Regions from separate parts of the Mus musculus genome. Here region 2 is linked to region 1. The links are chromatin contacts, called in public promoter capture Hi-C maps. All regions are on one chromosome and are shown on one strand. The core of a region is the stretch at or near the end of the contact, and the rest is flanking DNA. Distances in the headings are between cores, read along the strand shown. Region 1 overlaps Snx25 (sorting nexin 25). Region 2 has its middle 6.8 kb from the start of Slc25a4.

Region 1 (6,709 bases), core at 1,091-3,590:
AAAATGAAGGTATAACATACCCAAACTTATGGAACACCGTGAAAACAGTGCTAAGAGGAAAGTTCATAGTACTGAGTGCTGTCATAAAGAAATTGGAGAGTTTCATACTAATGAATTAAAGGTACATCTGAAGGTGCTAAAAAAGGAAAAAAGAAAGCAAACACAGAAGGAGTAGACTGTAAGAAATAATGAAACTGGGGGCTGAAATGAATCAGTTAGAAACAAAGAGGACAATACAAAGAATCAGCAAAATCAAGAGCTGGTTCTTTGAGAAAAGCAACAAGATAGACAAAGCCTTAGGGAAACTAACTGAAAGGCAGAAAGATCACACCCAAATTAACAAAAATCAGAAATTAGAAGGGAGACATAACAATGGACACCAAGGAAATTTAAGGAATCACTGGGTCTTACTTCAAAAGCCTGTATTCTACAAAATTGGAAATTTTAAATGAGATGTTTGGTTCCTAGACAGATACCAATTGCCAAAGCTAAATCACAATTAGGTAAACTATCTGAATAGACATGTAACCCCTAAGGAAATAAAAGCAGTCATTAAAAGTCTCCCAACACCCCCCCCCCCCAAATATCCCTGGGCCAGATGGTTTTAGTGGAGAATTCTACCAGACCTTAAAAGAGCAAATGCTAGTACTCCTCAAATTATTCTACAAAACAGAAACAGAAGGAATACTGCCAAACCCATTCTATGAGGCCACAGTCACCATGATACCTTAACTACAGAGATTCATCAAAGAAAGAGAATTTCAGGGGGCTGGAGAGGCTGCTCTTCCAGAGTTCAATTCCCAGCAACCACATGGTGGCTCACAATCATCTGTAATGGGATCCAATGTCCTCTTCTGGTGTGTCTGAAGACAGCTACAGTGTACTGTCTTAATAAATAAAAATATCTTGAGAGAGAGAATCAGATCTTAAAAAAAGAATTTCAGACCAACTTCCTTTATGAACATTGATGCAGAAATAATAAAATACTTGCAAACAGAATCCAAGAAGACATCGTCCACCATGAATAAATAGACTGCATTCCAGGGATGAAGGGGTAGTTCAGCATACAAAAGAATCCATCAACGTAATCTACCACATAAACAAATTGAGAGGAAAAAACCCCACATGATCATCTCACGAGATGCTGAAAAAGTGTTTGATAAAATCCAACAGGCCTTCACATTAAAAGTGTTGGACAGAGCAGGGATACAAAGAAATTTCAGTACAGTCAGGGACAAGAGAAGGATGTCCACTCTCCCCATATCTATTCAGTGTAGTACTTGAAGTCCTATCTAGAACAGTAAGACAACTAAAGTGATCAAGGGGATACAAACTGGAAAGGAGGAAGTCAAAGTGTTGCTATTGGCAGATGATATGACAGTATACATAAGTGACCTCCAAAAGTCTACCACAGATGATAACCTTGGGGGCAGATAATAGTGGTACACAAAGGGCTAGGGAAAGGTTCCGTGAGTGAGATGCTTAGTCTTCACATGTGGGAATCACAGGTTGCACCTGGGTGGCCATGGCAGCTGAGCTGAAGTCTCCAGTGGCAGCATGCAGAGAGCAGAGGCTGGGAATTGTTAAGCAAGCAGGACGGTCAGGTTAGCCACAATGACGAGCCTTGGGGTTAGGGAGAGACCCCACCTCAGTGTATAACATGGGGAGCAATTGAGAAAAACCCTGACATTAACCTCGGGCCTCCACTTGAAGACATGTACATGTATGCTCCCATATGTATGAACATGTATATAGATGAACATATACCTAACATACTCACATTAAAGATATATGCATGAAAATGTCACAGAGAAAACTATTTTGAATAATAATCAAAAATTAATTTAAAATTGTTTTGTTTTGTATTCTTTTTTTCTCTCTTTTCAATTTTTTTTTTTTTTTTTTTTTTGGTTTTTCGAGACAGGGTTTCTCTGTGTAGCCCTGGCTGTCCTGGAATCTTTTCAATTTTTATTAGATATTTTCTTCATTTACATTTCAAATGCTATTCTGAAAGTCCCCTATACCCTCTCCCCACCCTGCTCCCCTACCCACCCACTCCCAGTTTGTATATTTTTTTTTCTTGAAGACTGGTATATCCACTGTGGGGGCATGGGAATCCAGAATAGTTTCTAGTCTCTTCAGCAAGCTTGGCAAAGAATGATGGGAGAAAACACCGTTGCAGGCATTTTTCTTAATGATAGTTGTTTGCATCAAGAGTTACCTTTAGAACATCTGTGAAAATACCCAGTATCCCAAGGCACCTTCTGGCACCATGACGTAGCTGTCTGGGCTTTGTTGCACAGAGCTGACAGGCATATCTCAGACAGGACTGATTTCAGTCAGTCCTGTCTGAGATATGCCAGGGTAGCTTCTATCTATGAGGAATTAAGCTTATCTTAGGAACAGAGCAGTGAGTAACCTCTATTCTCTGCGTCTTGTACAACTGATCTGCAAAGACCCCCGGATGACTGTCAGAGCAGTGACCTCTCCCTTTGCTTCAAGATGTGCATAATGTTATACACATAATCTTCCTACTTGGTTAATTACCATTTGATGTAACAGTTAAGGAACCGGTCTGCTCACTGTTGCCGGCTGTCCTAATCGCTGTTGATAAGATGCTTGTCTAGTTGCCAGTGCTGGGACTTACTGACCGGCAAACCCTAATGGAGCTGCTCTCTTTGATCATAATTGCAACTCTTCAGCTATCTTTCTGGTACATTAGAGCTCTCTGCTGTCTGACTTTATTAGTGTTTAGGCCACTGTATAAAAACTACTCTCATGCAGACTAAAGAACCCTGCCGCAGGCAGGGAGTGCACTCTATTTAGGCTCAGTAGCTGATGAAATCGTTTAGTTTTATATATCACATATCTGGGAAATGATGCATATTTTCTAAAGGAAATAAAGTCATTTGATTCTTTTAGGCTGAATGCATTTAAAAGATGAAATAAACCCTTTGAGAATGGTATTTATAGCTTGAGGATTATTTGGTTATTTTCTGTGTCAGTATATGATGCTTTCAGGGTGTTATTAGGATATTCTTATGAAGTTATTAGAGCTAGAAACACTTCTTTCCAGTGCTCTGAACTAGTAACTTCTAGCGCTGGCTGTCTCCCAGGCCCGTGTGAGCTTTACTAACCCTCTGTCCTTAGAGCTGCTTCCTTTCCATGTCCTTGAGTCCTTGAGGGTCCAGGAATCTGAAGCGCTGATGCTGTGGTCAGACTGGGCTGAGACTGTGAACTCTTCGTAGTTTTCTACAAGTGATGATCAGTTCTGCGAACTATAGGAACCAAGTTTGTGAACAGCATCTCAGCCGCAGGATACGAGGAAACAAATGCATTGGTTTCCCACTGCTGCTGTCAGGGGTGAGATGCCAGAGTCCAGGAACCAAACTAGAGCTCAGAATAATGCACGTGTAGTCATTAGCGAACCTCAACAATCAGGACCATACCAGGGAAGCAACTGAATCGTCCTGTATTTTGAAGATAAACTGGAATCCAAGTATACGTAAGGGAGAAGTGAGAGGCTCTGCCCTTAAAGAACCTTCAGCAAAGGAAAGGGCAGATTGTGCACCTGGGCAGCACCCAGTGCTCTCTGCATTGGTAATTCTCCAGGGAATTTGTAGAATGTGCTCTAATGAAATGTTTGTTCCTCAACAGAAGAGTGCAGATACCCAGGCTTTATGCCAGGAATTTGTGTAATTGGTTTGACTCTTGTCACTGGGACAGAGCAATACCCGAAATAAGCAATGTAAAGGAGGAAAGCTTTGTTTTGCTCCTGTTTTAGTCAGTGGTCCTTTGGCTTTGTTGCTTCCAGCCATGCCTGATGCAGCAGAGCATCTGGCCCAGAGTGTGTGGCAGAGCAAAGCTGATTTCATGGCAGACAGCAAACAGTGAGCAGAGGGCAGGGACACGATCTGCTCTTCAGCAACATGACCCTGGTGACCTACTTCTCCAACCAAGTCCCATCTCCTAGTGACTCACCGCTACATTAGCCCATTGGTGATGCTCCACAGCACCATCATCTGGAGACCAAGCCACATGAGTCTTATTGGCTATTTCCCATTTAACCCATAACGGAGAGGAATGGGACATGAGTATTTTAGAAAGCTCCCCAGTGACCACAACTCATATTGATAATCTCTTTTTACATAGCATATTTTCCCACATGCTGCCAAATATGAAGTTTTGGCTAGATGTCATAGTATGTGACTCAGTGTACTCCAACTCTTTGAAAACAGTTTGGGTATGTGACAGCTCTGTCAAGGTGCATATTTGTCTTAGTTAGGGCCATTGCTGCGGTGATGAAGCACCATGACCAAAGCAACTTGGGGAGGAAAGGGTTTACTTGGCTTGTACTTCCACATCACAATTTGTCATGAATGGAAGTCAGGACAGGAACTCAAGCAGAGCAGGAACCTGGAGGCAGGAGCCGATGCAGAGGTCATGGAGGGGTACTGGTTACTGGCTTGCTCAGCCTGTTTTATAAAATTAATTAATTAACATCCCAAATGCTGCTCCCCCTCCCAGCCCCTCCCTCACAGAGTTACCTCCCCCTCCCCTTCTCCTCTGAGAGGGGCCCTGGGTGTCCCCAACCCTGGCACATCAAGTCTCTGCCACATTAGGTGCCTCCTTTCCTACTGAAGCCAGACAAGGCAGCCATGAAGACTGAGCTGCCTGGCTGTTACATAGGTTCCCTGGGGCCATGTTCCAGCTCATGTTCTTTGGTTGGTACCTCAGACTCTGAGAGCTCCCAAGGGTCCAGATTTGTTGTCTGTGCTGGTCTTCTTAGGGTTCCCATTCCCTTCAGGGCCTTTATTCCTTCCTCCAACTCTTCCATGGGTGTCTCCCACCTCTGTCTAGTGTTTGGCTGTGGGTAACTGCATCTGTTTCAGTCCACTGCCGGGTAGAGCCTCTCAGAGGACAGTTATGCTAGGCTCCTTTCTGCAAGCATACCAGAGTATCATTACTAGTGTCAGGGATTGGTGCTTGCTCATAGGATGAGCTTCAAGTTGGGCCAGTTATTGGTTGATCCTTCCTTCCTTTTCTTTTCCATCTTTGTCTCTGCATTTCTTTTACAGAGGACAAATTCTGGTTTGAAATTTTTATGCGTGTGTTGGTGTTCTATCTTTCCTGGGGGTCCTGCCGCTCATCTGGTTTTTTTATAGAACTCAGGACCACTCCCAGGGATGATACCACCCGAAATGAGCAAGGCCCTCCCTCATCAGCCATTAATTAAGAAAAATGCCCTGCAGGCTTGCCTACAGCCTGATCTTAATGGAGGCATGTTTCTCAATTGAGGCTCCCTCCTCTCTGATGACTCTGGCTTGTGTCAATTTGACAGAAAACCAGTCAGAACAATATTGTCTGGACATGTCTTCTTTTTATCATATTTATTGTGATGGAACACACTGAGAGTTACTAGTTTAACAACACGAATAAGTTATTACTAGGTAGGATTAGATTCAACTTGAAATCCAAGAAACCCAACCAAATGATGATGACTTTCAAAGTATAGTGTTGCTTTCCAGCTTTATGGTACACTTGACAGATAACATTTCTGAATGTGAAGGTATACAGTGTAATTAATTAGCATGCTAAGTTATGAAGTGAGTGTCACCACAAGCTCACTAACATCCATCCCTTCACATTGTTACCATGGGTATTTTTTTGTGTGTGTCAAGAACTCAGAGTTGAGTCTGTAATACAGTGTTAATGTCACATGTTGTACCTTAGCACTCCACAACTTGCTTACCTAATATAACTGGGTTCTTGCATGATTTGACTGCACCCAGTTCTCCTGCATCCTCATCCCTAAGAGGCACTGTTTTCACCTCTGCTTTTGTGAGTATGGTGTATGTGTGCACATGTACACACAAATGCATGTGTGTTATGGAGGCCAGAGCTTAACTTGGGTGTCTTCTTCTTACCCGAGACAGGGTCTCCCATTGTCTTAATTAAGAGACACAATGACAAAGGCAAGTCTCAAAAGAGAACATTTAATTGGGTCTGGCTTACAGTTTCAGAGGTTCAGTCTATTATCATCATGGTGGGAAGCTTGGGAGCATCCAGGCAGACATGGTGCTGGAGAAGGAGCTGAAAATTCTACATCTTTATCTTCAGACAGCAAGGAGGAGATTATATCTGTATGTCGCTTGAGCACTGGAGACCTCAAAGCTCTCCCCCACAATGACACATTTTCTCCAACAAGACTACACCTATTCCAACAAGGCCACAACTCCTAATAATGCTACTCCCTGTGGGCCAAGCATTCAGACACACATGGGGGCCATACCTATGCTAACTAGCACAGTTACTGGACCTGAAGCTTAGCAGTTGGCTTGCAAAACAGACATTTTACCCACGGAGCCATCTTCTAGCCCGACTTTGACTTTACTGTTTCACTTCATAAGGCAGGTCATGCAGTGTTTGTGTTTGCTGTATTTCATTTTAGCACAGTGTCTTCTAAGTTTATCTGTTGTCACCAAGGGCAGTATCTACTTCTTAAAAGTTAAATTGTCTAAGAGGCATTTGGGAATGCTATAGGGCTCCACCTGCCATGGCTCTCAGCCTCATCCCAAGCCAGTGCTTTCCCATATCAGGTGGCTGTCCAGAGTTACAGCCACCACATCCTACTTCCAGGGACAGGTGAAAGGCAAGGATGGAGGGTGGGACATGTTTGCCTAGGGTGTTTCTTAAACTTCTGGAATCT
Region 2 (6,709 bases), core at 2,897-5,396, 120 kb before region 1:
ACTTGCAGTTGTACTTTGCATGTATAGGCTGAAGACTCATAGAGAAAGAAGCCCAGAAGTACCCCTACTCTCCTAATATTCTCTCTCTCATTTATTATCTTCTTAAATAAATGTGATGGATGGAATGAGGAACAGTGTAGAATTTTAAAATTCTTCAGTCTGTTGCCTTTTATAAATAAGAAAAGCCCTACCAATAGGAAAGAATATTGGTTCTGCGAAAGGCAACTTAATTTCAATTAGAGAGCTCATTCTACCAAGTATCCACCTCGCCTTTTCTCTCCTGCTTTCCAGTGGGTGACATCTACATCCCATGGATTTCTATAGTGCAGAGAGAGAGAAAGAGCCACATGGTCTGCAACTCTAGCTGACCAGGCTGGGCTGCCAGGTCCTCATGCCTTCAGTCACCCTCCATCAAGGTCACTTCTGACACTTCCCTCACTTCTGGGCACAAGGCTCTTCTGGGTAACTGGTGTCCTTGGATACAAAGTGTTACTCTGTTGCTTCTACAAATACATTGGGGCAGGTGAAACTTAACGGGGCCACCCAGGGCCCAGTACACCAGCAGACTACATGGCAGGTGCCCAGAATTTGCTCCTCCGAGCTCCTCTTCCTCCTGGGTGCTCTCCCTGGGCTGCATCTAACCTGGCACTACAACCAAACCAGAGAGTCCTTTCTCCCTGGTGTCTTGCTACCTCCTTTGCCTGGAGCAGACCACAGAGCTCTTCTTTGTCGGTGACCCCATCACACTCACATCCTCTCTTTCTCTCTCTCTCTGTGTGTGTGTGTCTCTCTCTGTCCTATCCATGTCTGGAAATCCTTATATAATCTTTGGATGGACAGGTGGGCAGGAAGTTTTGTTTTTCCTTTGATCTCCTATGACATATTTGTTGTCTATATATGACTTCTTTCTTGATTTAAAAAATTATCATGCTAATAATAGAGTACATTCTTTGATTTCTTGGTGTTTTATTTTTTTTCTGCTTCACTGATACAGTATGTCTTGAGTATATGAACAAACAAGAGACCATACTGAAGATAGCAAGAAACTTCACAAGATTAAAGCGTTGGTTTTTTTTTTTTTTTTGGTTAAAAAAAAAACCTCTGATATTGTGTGTTAAGCATTTGTTTATAATAACAGGAATATAATGTTTTACATGAAACACTAAACAGTGGAGGAACCAGTTCAAAATGTACTTGGAAAATCAGTCAAGTGAGATCTAGGTGGCTTCTCTCACAGGGCTGCAGGTCTGCAAAGCCAGGAGCTGTTAGCTGGAAAGGTGCTATTGTAAGATCAACCATGCATAAATTCTAGATATACTTGTCTTGGATAAAGCAAGGAGGGGTCCTGAGATCCGTGAGAAAAAGGAAGCTGTATGCCCATCTTGAGGAAGTGCAAGGTCTACCAGTATTAGGGTGAGTTGGCATCTAGGGCTGGATGGCGTCCATGCTACCTTGTCTCAAGCAACCCATGCCAGCCTGACTCAGTTTCCACAGAAGGCCTCCTGAGAGCAGTTTCTTTCGTGACCGTTCTTAGGATTCAGGGTCTCCCCTGCCTCTCCCTTGTCCCAGCTAATAATTATGAATTCTCTTAACAGGATCTTTCTTTCTCTCTCTTTTTTTTCATAAACATTTTTTAAGACATTGAGAATAGAAGTTTTGGAAGCTGGAGAGATGGTTTAGCATTTAAGAGCATATAGCCAGGCAGTGGTGGTACACACTTTTAATTCCAGACTTCAGGAGGCAGAAGCAGATGGCTCTCTGAGTCCAAGGCCAGCCTCATCTAGAAAGTGAGTTCTAGGACATTCAGGACTACACAGAAAACCCTGCCTCAAAAAACAAGCAAGCAAGCAAGCAAGCAAAGAAACAAACAAAAGAAAGCAAAGAAGAGAAAAGAAAAGCACATATACTGCTCTTCCAAGAGGATCAAAGTGTGTTTCACAGCACCAATGTCAGGAAGCTTACATCTATTCATAACTACAACTCCAGGAGATCTGACATCATCTTCTGGCCTCCAAGGGCAACTGCACTCAGATATGCACATACTGAAATGTGACACACACACACACACACACACACACACACACACACACACACACACCATACACAATTGAAAGCTAAAGCCATTACTACTGAGGGGATCATAGAGATAATTCAGTGGTTAGGGGAGTTTGCTGCTCTTTCAGAGGATCTGGATTTGGTTTCTAGCATCCACAGTGAGTGGTTCACAACCTCCTATAATTCCAGTTCCAGGAGATCTGATATCCTGTTCTGGTCTTGAAACACACACACACACACACAGAGAGAGAGAGAGAGAGAGAGAGAGAGAGAGAGAGAGAGAGAGAGAGAGAGAGAGATAGTTTGTATATGTTTGGGCCAGGGAGTGACACTATTAGGAAGTGTAGCCTTGTTGGAGTAGGTGTGTCACTGAGGGCATGGGCTTTAATACTCTTGTCCTAGCTGTCTGGAAGTCAGTCTTTTTCTAGCAGCCTTCAGATGAAGATGTAGAACTCTCAGCAGCTCCTGCACCATACCTACATGGATGCTGCCATGTTCCATCTTGATGAAGATGGACTGAACCTCCAAATCTGTAAGCCAGCCCCAAATTAAATGTTGTCCTTATGAGAGTTGCCTTGGTCATGTAGTCTGTTCACAGTAGTAAAACCCTAACTAAGACACACACACACACACACACACACACACACACACACACACACACGGCATATACACACAGAGACACATAGATTAAAATAAATCAAAAACACAAGTTGTTGCTGTATCACAGTGAAGACCATCCCAAAACACAACCACAACTTCTATGTGGATTCATGTCCCGTCCCCTGGCTCAGCCTTTCAGGCAGTATGGCTGGTGCATCCCTCCTATGGCTTCCTTCCCAGGCAGTGACAACCTTCTGAATTCTGCATCATCAGTGCCCTGCAGAGCATTTGGGGACCAGAAGCAACAGTCAATAATGCTGATAGGAAGGTGAAAAGGGGGACCTGATTTGTGCCATTTTAATTCTGATGGAGAAAAGCAAAAGAGAAATGACTACAGGAGGAGGTAGAGAGTGAACCATTTCTACAGCTATAAGGGAGGAAAAAGGCAGGGGGTGGTGAGATGGCTCAGCTGTTAAAAGTAGTTACTGCTCTTCCAGAGGACCTGAGTTCAATTCCCAGCAATTCCATCAGGCAGCTTATACTACCTGTAGCTCTAGTTGCTGCACACATTTGGTACCCATCACCTCTTGCTGCCAAACACACAAAAACAAAAATTAAAAATAAACATGAAAAAAGATGCTTACTGTAGTTTCAATGGAAGCATTTTGGTTGATTCTATTTTCTAAGTCCTGTATTGTCATGGGGGGCATGTCTTCTAATAGGGACTTTACCTATAGACAATTATAGAAAACTCTCATTATGTTTTATGATGCATATTGTAGCTTGAAATCATGAAGCTACTCTCAGCAAGAATCATGGGAAGGTGTTTATTCTCTTGTTGTGTCTAGAGCAGTGTGGCATGTGACTGTGTCTAGTACCTAGCATTGGTCTGCACTCAACAACTCACACATAGTCCTATACAGTCAAAGCATATTTTGGGTGTTGAAGAACCTAGTCAGTAAAAGTGCTTGCCTTGCAATTGTGGCCCGAGTTTGACTCCCAGATGTGTGTTTAAAAAAGAAAAAAGAAAAAAAAGAAAAGGCAGGTAGGCATGGAAAACCTGGACACCAAGAGACCCTTACAAAAGAGAAAAAAAAGGTAGGTGCACCCGAGGAACGAACGTCACCCAAGTTGTCCTCTGTGCACATGCACGAATGCATAAATGCATAAATAAACAAACAAACAAATAAATCTAATTTGCTTTATGCCAAATTGAGCGCGTAGGAAGTTCTGTGCAGCTGGAAAGTCACAGTGGCTCACAGGTATTGTGCTAGCAATTGGCTTTTCTTTATTTGGTGGATCTTTGCTGTTCTCAGTTCCCAAAGACAGCTCAATACTTGATTGTCTTTTCTACAGAGCTTGCTGCCGCTGCCCGACCTCCAGGACATCATGAGCATTAGAGAGCAGGGCCCCTGTCATATCTGGATGCTTTGTCCTGTTCTTAGGCTGGCAGAGGGCCACGGAGCACCGGGGCAGGCTGGGAGGGAGACACGTGTTCTGCCTCGCTCCATTCTCTCGCTGCTCTGTGTAAGCGATACCCGAGTCTTGTGATTCCAGGCTGCCCCTGCTCCGGAGGGCATCTGAGGCCTCTCTTTCCTGAGAAAATCCACATGGACAAGCTTGACACGGCTGGGCTTCCGTGGAAAGCCTCTTGATTCCAGCTATGCTCCTCCTACTACATGGGGTGGGGTGGGGTGGGAGCGGAGGGAGGAGAAACGTGCTCCTACTCAGAAAATAGCAAAAATTCTGATGAATGCAACGAAGATGACATGCTTCCTGAATTTACAATTAATTAATTAATTGATTAATTAAGGGGCTTATTTATATTCAGTTTAAATGTCCGTTAAATTTTTCCTAGTACTGTTTTAGTCCTAGAACAGCTTAATAGCAAAAAGTCCAGACATATCAGCTTTTTTAAATCTCTTGTTTGTAGTTCCCCCCAAAGAGCAACAAGAAGGAAATAAACCATAATTATAGATATTTCATTAATTTTAAGCCATTGCATAACTTAGTGTATGGCAAACTAGAATTAGTCTCTAATGACAAATAATAGGGGAAGGAGATACCTACTTAATAATTAATGTTGGACGCTGCAGAGATGGCTCAGCAGTTAGAAGCCTGGCTGCTCTTCCAGAGGACTCAGGTTCTGTTCCTAACACCGGTGTGGCAGCTCACAACTAGCTCCAGTTCCAGGGAGGTTCTGACACCCTTTTCTGGTTTCTTTGGGAACTGCATGCATGTGGTGCACAGAGATCCACCGATATATGTAAAAAATCAATATATCTTTTTTTAAAAATGATGCTGGGATATCCAAAATGCTATAGAGAACAGTGAAATTGGATCCATATATCCTTAGCATAATGCTTTTTCATTGTTTTTTAACTTACTATGAAGCTCTGACTAGCTTGGAATTTGCTATGTAGACCAGGCTGGCCTTTTAAACTTACAGAGAGACACACCTGCCTTTGCCTTCCAAATGCTGGCATTAAAGGTATGTGCCAGCAGGTATAAACATGTGTTAGATGTATTAACAATAACTGAAAATGTTTTTTTCCAGAGTAGAAGAAAATAGACTAATATACCTATGAGGAGTCAATAATCTGTTTACAGAAAAATTATTTTAGGGCTGGAGAGATGGCTCAGCAGTGAAGAGCACTGACTGCTCTTCCAAAGGTCTCGAGTTCAATTCCCAGCAACCACATGGCGGCTCACAGCCATCTGTAATGGAATCCAATGCCCTCTTCTGGTGTGTCTGAAGACAATGACAGTGTACTCATATACATAAAATAAATAAATCTTTTAAAAAGTTTTTTAAAAAGGAAAAAATATTTTATGCTAATATGCATAGTATAAATTTGTTTATAGCTACATAAAATAATACTAATAGAACAACATGATAGAACAAAAATTAAATAAGAAACAAAATTTAAAATTACTCAACATATTTATTGTCTCAAGTATATAGTTGTTAATATAAATGCTTTTGTGCCAGTGTTCAAGGAAGACTAAAAGTTTGCGCGCGCGCGCACGCACGCGCGCACACACACACACACACACACACACACACACGTATATAAATAAATAAAAGAAAGAAAAGAAAATCTGCCAAGTTAAAATGCATTCTATAGCATACACATAACTTCATCACAAACTCATGAAATGCCACAAGCGACTAAAAGATGTTCTTTCTAGGGCAGTGTTGGAGTAGGATCTATGATGAGCAAGACCACATTGTATTATTGGTGGTTCTGATTTCTCAAGAGTTATTTATTTTGTTTAGTTAGGGGAATGTGTGAGAGCTGGTAGTGGTGGTAATAGTGGTAGTGATGGATCAGAGGATAACTTTCAGGCATCAGACCTCTCCCTCTACCACACTGGGCCTGAGGATCAAGCTCCGATCATCGGGTTTAGCAGCTAGCACCTTGATCTGCTGATCCATCTAAGTGGCCCAAGAATAATTGTTGAATTTATTCAAGAGCTACGAAACCTTTAAAATACTCAATGTATCCATTCTATTTTGGGATCCTATTAGAAGGAAACAAAGTAAACGAAGGTTTTGCAAGAGTGTTTAAGTAGCAACATTGTTTTTTCATCGATAAAAATAAGCAACATCTCTATTGAACTCAGAGACATCTAGCTGGTGCCTAACTAGAGATTTCATCCCTGCAGAAATCGTGTTCATGCTACTAGAAAAGTCCTCTTGCACACTACCAAAGGCAAGCACCAACCCTGCTCCAAAACCTTTGATCTACAATGGTGACCTGCCTGCAAGATACACTAGTGCTTGTGGCGCAAAACTTGGGGGAGCAATTAGCCAATATTTGATGTAAGGCCCACTCCATGAGATGGGATCATACCCAATGCTACTTGGGTGACCAAGAACTGGAGACTTAATGGCCTAGGAGAAAATGACTCCTAATGACATTCTGCTGTAATCATAGACCTGGACTTTATTCAGCCATCCACCACCAGAGATGCTTCCCCCTACAGTGGATGGGGGAAAAATTCAGAGGCCCAAGCCAAAAATAAGCACAGTGAGCAAACTTGGAACACT

Evidence for each region. Capture Hi-C pulls out chosen DNA fragments and counts their contacts.
Region 2: a contact with region 1 is called in a promoter capture Hi-C map of pancreatic islet. The contact joins two enhancer-like sites. A contact is called at or near these places in 1 of 115 datasets of contacts at active chromatin or transcription factors (bone marrow-derived macrophages) and 3 of 9 other capture datasets (adipose tissue, liver and pancreatic islet).

The regions. Positions count from the first base shown.
Region 1 is chr8:46,090,097-46,096,805 of GRCm38.p6, reverse strand. The region is part of intron 5 of Snx25 (sorting nexin 25); the gene reads left to right. Among named protein-coding and RNA genes, the nearest start is that of Snx25, 59 kb to the left of the region's middle. Within about 2 kb of position 2,340, at least 10 of the 459 cell types and tissues checked have an H3K27ac peak or open chromatin away from gene starts, as enhancers often do. A contact at or near this core is called in pancreatic islet, where this site is marked.
Region 2 is chr8:46,214,523-46,221,231 of GRCm38.p6, reverse strand. No RefSeq gene overlaps it. Among named protein-coding and RNA genes, the nearest start is that of Slc25a4, 6.8 kb to the right of the region's middle. Within about 2 kb of position 4,146, at least 150 of the 459 cell types and tissues checked have an H3K27ac peak or open chromatin away from gene starts, as enhancers often do. A contact at or near this core is called in pancreatic islet, where this site is marked.